2 separate regions of the Sus scrofa genome follow, and region 2 is linked to region 1. The links are chromatin contacts, called in public Hi-C maps. All regions are on one chromosome and are shown on one strand. The core of a region is the stretch at or near the end of the contact, and the rest is flanking DNA. Distances in the headings are between cores, read along the strand shown. Region 1 has its middle 92 kb from the start of KLF7. Region 2 has its middle 60 kb from the start of CREB1.

Region 1 (3,334 bases), core at 310-2,809:
TTACAGTGTTCCAGGCACCCTGGTGCATTATTGTGTTTGCTTTCTCCTCCTGACCACCCTGTAGAGGTACACAGCTGGTAGTATTAGGCCCCTTCTGCAGACAGGCTAGACTCTGTGCAAGGGCTGATTGATGGAACAGTCCTAGCCCACACCATTTCCATCAGACACCCGCTACCTGGGGCATGGCACACAGTAGGTCTTTCTGCTTAGATGTCAGCCTTATCATTTACTAAGCAAATGTAGTAACAGCACAACATCAGAACTTCTGACTATTTGTGCTTCTGGTCTTGAATTGTCAAAGAGCTATTTTATGTTTAATTGTACCCATCGGCATCATTGGATCATAAAGTCCTCCTGGCCAGGGACTTGGTATGAGGAGTTTGTGTGTCCAGTTTGACAGTTTCATGTCCATTCCTTTGGGTTCTTTTTCGGGTGTGTAGGTGTGTGTGCGCACATACACACGTGTGTGTCTTGGGCTGACTGCATTGTTTCATGCCCCTCTTTGAGGGTTTTTTCTAGAAGGTTTCCTGGTGACAAACAGGACATACACAATGACAAAAGCACTTTTGCCTTAGAATGCACGATCGACTTCCTGTGGGAAACTCAGAAAGGGGAACAAACAGGGGGCCCTCTTCTCCTCCAGCACCTTCTGTCCTTGCACAATATTCTAATGCATGGCTCTACAATTTTGGGGCCCCTGGGGATCCAAGAAAGAGTCACCCTGCTTTGGGGGAGGCTTCTGTACCCAGCACACGGCACTTTAAGGCACTACATCTCTGCCAAGAATGGAAGGCGTGGCTCACTTTGTCCTCATTTGACCAGAAGGCTCGGCATGGAATGCTGCCTCGGTGCTGGTGCTCGCTGTAACTCCCGGGTGGTTGTAAATAAGCACAAGGCCTGGTTTGGCTTCTTGGCTAAACGTTTGCACAGTAACTCAAAATGGGGCAGCAGACATGAGTCAGGAGGGAGAGATAAGCTAAAGAACAGGGGCTTCTCTCAAGCCAGCGAGATGGTACTTTACCCAGAGACACTCGCCAGTCTCCAGGGACAGACTGCAAATCCTCCCCCCAACACTGCACCACCTGCTAGAGCCACTTGCAAAGCAGCTGGTAAGAGCAGCTAAGTGAGCGAGCCGCTCGTCCATACTTCACGAGGCCAGCCAGGCCCTTGCATGTTGCTAAAAGGGGCAATAAAAAGATATTAAATTTTTCTACTTTGAACACTCACAATTCAAGCCAGGGCTATATACAAGCTGAGGATGTAAAGCTCAGGGATAACACTGGCTCTGCAAGATGAGGTTCAGTGAAAATATGGAAAGATAATAGTTATTTAATTCCAGTGATCATGGTTATGTGTGCAGTAATCAGTGGATCACCAGATTTATCCTTGCCTCCCAGAGACAGGGCACCAGTAGCTGGTGGGCAGAGGGTATTAAGCCTCCATGGTATGCTTCATTTTCTCTACCGGGGATGATGAAAGGGAGGGCTTCTTCCAGGGATTATATGCCACCCTCTAAGGTGCCGAATAGACGAACAGATTCCTTCCTTTACTCATTCATTATAATCAGGGCTGCCCTGAAGCTGTGCTTCTCTAGTTTAAGTCTATCTTATTTCTGCTCCTTTTTAACTGTTATCTTAGCCCGCTTGGGCTACAACAAAGCACCAAAGACGTGGTGGCTTAAACAACAGAAACGTACTTTCTCACAGTTTTGGAGGCTGGACATCCTAGATGAAGGTGTCCACAAGGCTGGTTTCTTCCGAGGCCTCTCTTTGGCTTGTAGATGTCCACCTCCTCCCTGAGTCTCTACATGGTCTTCTCCGGGTGTGTGTCTGTGTCTTCATCCCCTCTTTTTAGAAGAACACTGGTCACAGTGGATTAGGGCCCACCCAGACGACCTCGTTGTATTTTATTTGCCCCTTTAAAGGCCTTATTTCCAAATGCCACAGCATTCTGAGGTCCTGGGTGTTAGGGCTTCAATGTATGAACTTGGGAAGGAACACAGTTCAGCCCACAGCAACAATTATGCTTTCTTTTGTATGTCTCAGGACTAAATATGCAAGTCTCTGTGTGCATAAATGTTTTTGTAAACACATATCCCACTGCTGACCCAGGAAGACTCAGGCTCTGCCCCTGCCATGTCTACACACCTACAGGCACCTCCACCCACCAAGGTGAGAATGAAAAACTCCACAGCGTTTTGGGGGTAATAACAGAAAGAAAGGGTTTTAAGTCCGCCCCACCCCACCCCAGTAGATTGTCCCCCTTGTGAAGGAGGGAAGGCAGTAAGAATAATTATGGTGGGATGGGGGTAGGGGGAGCCTATCAACTCTTTGCCCTTTATTTCTCCGCTCCTGCCAGGGGGCTCCCTCACTTAGTAGCCTGTCTCTGAGTAAAGACAGCTTCTGCCTGGCTGCCCCTTTATCAACTCTACAAACTAGCGATCTAGTTTAGTCACAGAATAAGGTTCCATTTGTTTCTAACATAAACTGGGATTCAGCATTTGACCAATCCAAGTGACAGAAAAACTCCAAGTGGCAGGTTTGTACCTGACTCTCTCCATTTTGTATTTTTCCTCCACCAGGATACTTTCAGTTCCCTTCAAGTGGTCCTGTCACTACTCAGTGACTTAAGCCGAAACTCCCTGAAGGAGCATTTTTTCCTAATTCCCAAGGCACACGTCTGTACCATCAGGACTCTCCCTGCTGGGAAAGTCCCAACCATCCACCAGTCCATTTCAAGACAGGGATGCTGAGATCTTTCAGGCAGTAAATTTTAGCCTCATAACTACAGAACGGTTAATTGGATGAGAGTAACAAAGAACTGTCCTGTGAAATTTTTAATGCTTCAAAAATTCCCATTTAAAATTGTTTTGGCCCTAAACCCATGTTTTATGCACATGTTTTGTTTTCTGAAATCCTCCTCTGAGCCTGCATGCTGGAGACATGACAAATTTGGAATTTCAATCCATATGCCCATTTGAATTCTAGGAATGCACACTGGTTAGGTTTTAAGAGCACCTTCTGGTAAATTAAGTCAGAGGTAGATATTAATGCTGCTATATAGTCAAGCAGCAGTAAAATTAATTCTAAGAAAGGGGTAGAAAAATATCTCCCATTTATCTTCTTCCTATCTCATAATTTGAGCCTACATTCCTAGAGATTTTAAAATATTATAATAAAAAAATAAGCCTTAACTGACCAATATTCCAAGCCAAAGAGTCTAACCCCGGTGAATTAATACTATTTATTTATTCAGTGTGTACAGGGCACAGACCTGTACACCAAGTGATAGTTAGATATATACATCTCTGTCTTCCATGACTGCAGAATCAGAG
Region 2 (3,334 bases), core at 417-2,916, 170 kb after region 1:
GGCCAGCCGTCGAACCCAAGCCACAGCAGTGATGATGCCAAATCCTTAAACACTAACCCACCAGGGAACTCCCTGCATTGCTGGTTTTCTTTTTCTTTTTTTTGGGGGGGGCTGCACCTATGGCATATGGAAGTCCCCAGGCTAGGAATTGGAGGCTCCCCCCCCCCCCCCCGCCTACACCACAGCCACAGCAACCCGGGATCCGAGCTGCATCTGCAACCTACACCACACCTTGTGGCAATGCTGGATCCTTAACCTGCTGAGTGAGGCCAGGGATCAAACCCTCATTCTCACAGACACAATACCAGGTTCTTAACCCGCTGAGCCACAACAGGAACTGCCTTGCTTTTATTTTATTTTTTATTGTAGTTGATTTACAATGTTCTGTCAATCCCCTGCATTGCTTTTAAAGTGCTCTTAGAAGCCTCTCCCCCATCCCCCAAATCAGTCACATGACTTTATAGTCACACATTTGTAACAACAGCCAAAGAAGATGGCGATGATTCACCCTCATCACGTTCACCAGATGTAAGGCCAGATGACACTTGATGATTTCTGAAAGTCAAATGTGATTTACCCTCAAAGGGCTGAGGATATTAAAAATAAGCTCTGAATGATAACTCCGAAAGAGAGGTCTCCAAAACAACATCGGTACGGCCAGACATCGCCATTGAGAATGTGGTGCCTTCAAAATCCACAGCGGTTTTCCCACGGAATAATCCCAGGCCTCCTAAGGAGGCCCACTGCTTATTTATAGTAGCTGGAAAATTGGAAACAATTTAAATCTTTAAAAATAAACATGCTTGGGTATTACCTGTCTCCACCCCACCCTACCCCTGCCTCAGACGGAAACCAACCCAGGGACAGGAACCGACTGCCCTGCCCACCCACTCTCCCCTGCTCCGCACGCCGAGCCTGGCACGTGGAGGATCCTCAGACATCTGTTGAATGTATGATGGAAGGAAGGGAGGAAGGAAAGAAGGAAGGTAGCAGGGAAGGGGGAGGGAGGGAAGAGAGGAGGAAGGGAGGGAGGGAGAGATGGAATTCCTCTTCCCTCCTAGAGCAAAACCTTTGTGTAAATATCCCATGTCCTTTGGTGTCCTTCTGCAAGGAGAACTGCTAATAATGATGAATACAAAGTGTCTTATTTCCTCGCTTATGAGGCCAGCAAATCATCTACAGAACTACCTATGGGAACGTAAGAAAACAAATAACCCCTGCCCCTCTCATCCTCTCCGCCACACTCCCACACCAGCTTCCCTCTCTCCCTCCCACCCTCAACTGTCAAAACAATCACCAGTTCCGTTTGGCAGTCATCAAGCATCCTTTTCTTGCAAGGCCGTCCAAAAAATAATGAGTATTATTACATGTCCTCCACGGCCGTGTAATCGGCTAATGCTAAAAGTGCTAAGAGAGATGGCGTTTTGCTGGTTCACATCTAAAATTTAGACAATCAACCATGAATGCCCCAGGCTGATCACATGCTGGGAGAAGCAATAATAATACGTCTGGCCAGATTTCCCTGCCAACTGGAAGGCCCAGGTTGGGGAGCAGATGTGCTGTGGAGGTGATACATTTGGTTTTCAGTGGGGAGGGTGTGTGGGTCTCATCTGTCTTCCGCACCCCTACTGGTCAGCTCAGAGCTCAGCACTAAGCCAGCTGCTTAAGGCCCTGCTCTCTGCCGTGTGCATCCTCCAGGCACGAAGAGACACGTGCCCTGAGGAGGGGAGTGCTCCGTGCCCTAGTGGCACCACCAGGCTTTGCTCACAGGCTCCTCTTTCTGATGTGGAGTAAACCCTCCCTTTCCCCACAGCCAGAATTCAGTGGCACTCGCTTAGGGGAATGTGGCAGTGTGTCCCCGCCAGGCCAGGGAGGTCCACTCCCCGCTCATACAATCAGCCTGCAGATCCGCAGCCGGCTGGAGGCCACAGATGACCAACTGCAGAATCAATAGGCCTCTGTCGCTGCCACATGAGGGAGACCCCAGCTTATCAGCAGCATCATGATAAGTACCTATTTGCCTGACATCTCCTCAATCAATAACTTTGTTATTGTTTGCATTATCTGACTATAAGTTTGGTCAATATACCCAGCTAATGGGTAACATGAGCTGGGATTGCATTTCAGTTTTTTTCAAGTTTAACTCTCTCTGCACCAGCCAGGGGTCACTGAGTGAACCTTGCCAGCTCTACTTCGCTTGTGCTGAGTTTCATTAACCTTCCAAGACATAGGCTGTCTTGAGACAAGGAAATTAATGTTGCCCAGGTCTAAACCAAATTGAATAAACCCTGCCTCTCTTTGCTATTACTTTTATTAGGTTTTCACAAGGATGGGCAGATGGGGGTGTGTGTGTGTGTCCATCCTTTCCTTAATGCGCTGGAGAGAAGAAAATCAACTTGCTAGTGTGTGGATCAAGATATACAATGCAAACCAGCTGGGTGGGAAATGTGCATGGGCCTAAACAGGTTTGAACCCCTCGACATGATTAGCCTAAGATAGATATGGTAACACCATAAAATAAATAGAATAAAAAATAAACATCCTCGAATCCTGTCACAGCTCAGCTCTGCGCGCTGCGTCAGAAGGGCCATGGCCATTGTGTGGTGAGAATTACCAGCAGATGGCCTGGCGCGTCGAGACGGCTCCAGCTGGCCCCTCGCCCTTCTCAGGACTGCACAGGGCTCTCCTGCAAGATCAGGCCCAAAAGGTTATGGCTTAAAAAAAAAAAAAAAAAGCAAAAGAAAGAAAAACCTTGTAGTAGCAACAGTGTGCAATGCACAGAATGCTTTGATTTTCTTGTCACATTAAAAATAATTTACCGGTTTCTCCAGTCCAGATTTAGTGGCAACCCCAAGTAGAGAGGGAATAAACAAATTACTCACTTACCAGAATGAGCCTGGTAGTATTCACGGCCTACTCCATCATTCTGCCTTTAGGTGCTTTTTCCTTCTTTCTTTCTTTTGATTGGTTATAATAAGCTATTCATATATAACTGCATTGGTAATGAGGTATAAATAGCTAGATCACGGGACGGTTTGTCTTTTAATACTTAACGTTAAAAGTGAGCTACAGGATTTTCCAATAGCAAACTGCTGCCTTCTAGGTCACCAACTCATGGAACCCCAGAACCAGCCGTAAGCTGGTCCGGTGTGGCCCCCGATTTTACAGCTGAGCGGCACCCAAGTCAAACATCTTGTCACCTCAGCCCCAGATCTCAACTCCCTGCCTTCAGCTCCCCTGCTCTGAGGGCCCCTCATACACACGGTGGCTGGGCTGTCCTTAGGTCTGATTAATTTCTTTGTCACTCATTAATTAGGATGTGGGGATGGGGGGG

Evidence for each region. Hi-C and Micro-C count contacts between places; a contact is called where the count stands out from the background.
Region 2: a Hi-C map of omental adipose tissue shows a contact between it and region 1, with 3 times the contacts expected there. The contact joins two enhancer-like sites. A contact is called at or near these places in 6 of 47 Hi-C or Micro-C datasets (brain, embryonic fibroblasts, epiblast stem cells and 2 more).

What each region holds. Positions count from the first base shown.
Region 1 is chr15:110,469,557-110,472,890 of Sscrofa11.1, forward strand. No RefSeq gene overlaps it. Among named protein-coding and RNA genes, the nearest start is that of KLF7, 92 kb to the left of the region's middle. Within about 2 kb of position 1,560, at least 19 of the 83 cell types and tissues checked have an H3K27ac peak or open chromatin away from gene starts, as enhancers often do. A contact at or near this core is called in omental adipose tissue, where this site is marked.
Region 2 is chr15:110,643,810-110,647,143 of Sscrofa11.1, forward strand. No RefSeq gene overlaps it. Among named protein-coding and RNA genes, the nearest start is that of CREB1, 60 kb to the right of the region's middle. Within about 2 kb of position 1,667, at least 11 of the 83 cell types and tissues checked have an H3K27ac peak or open chromatin away from gene starts, as enhancers often do. A contact at or near this core is called in omental adipose tissue, where this site is marked.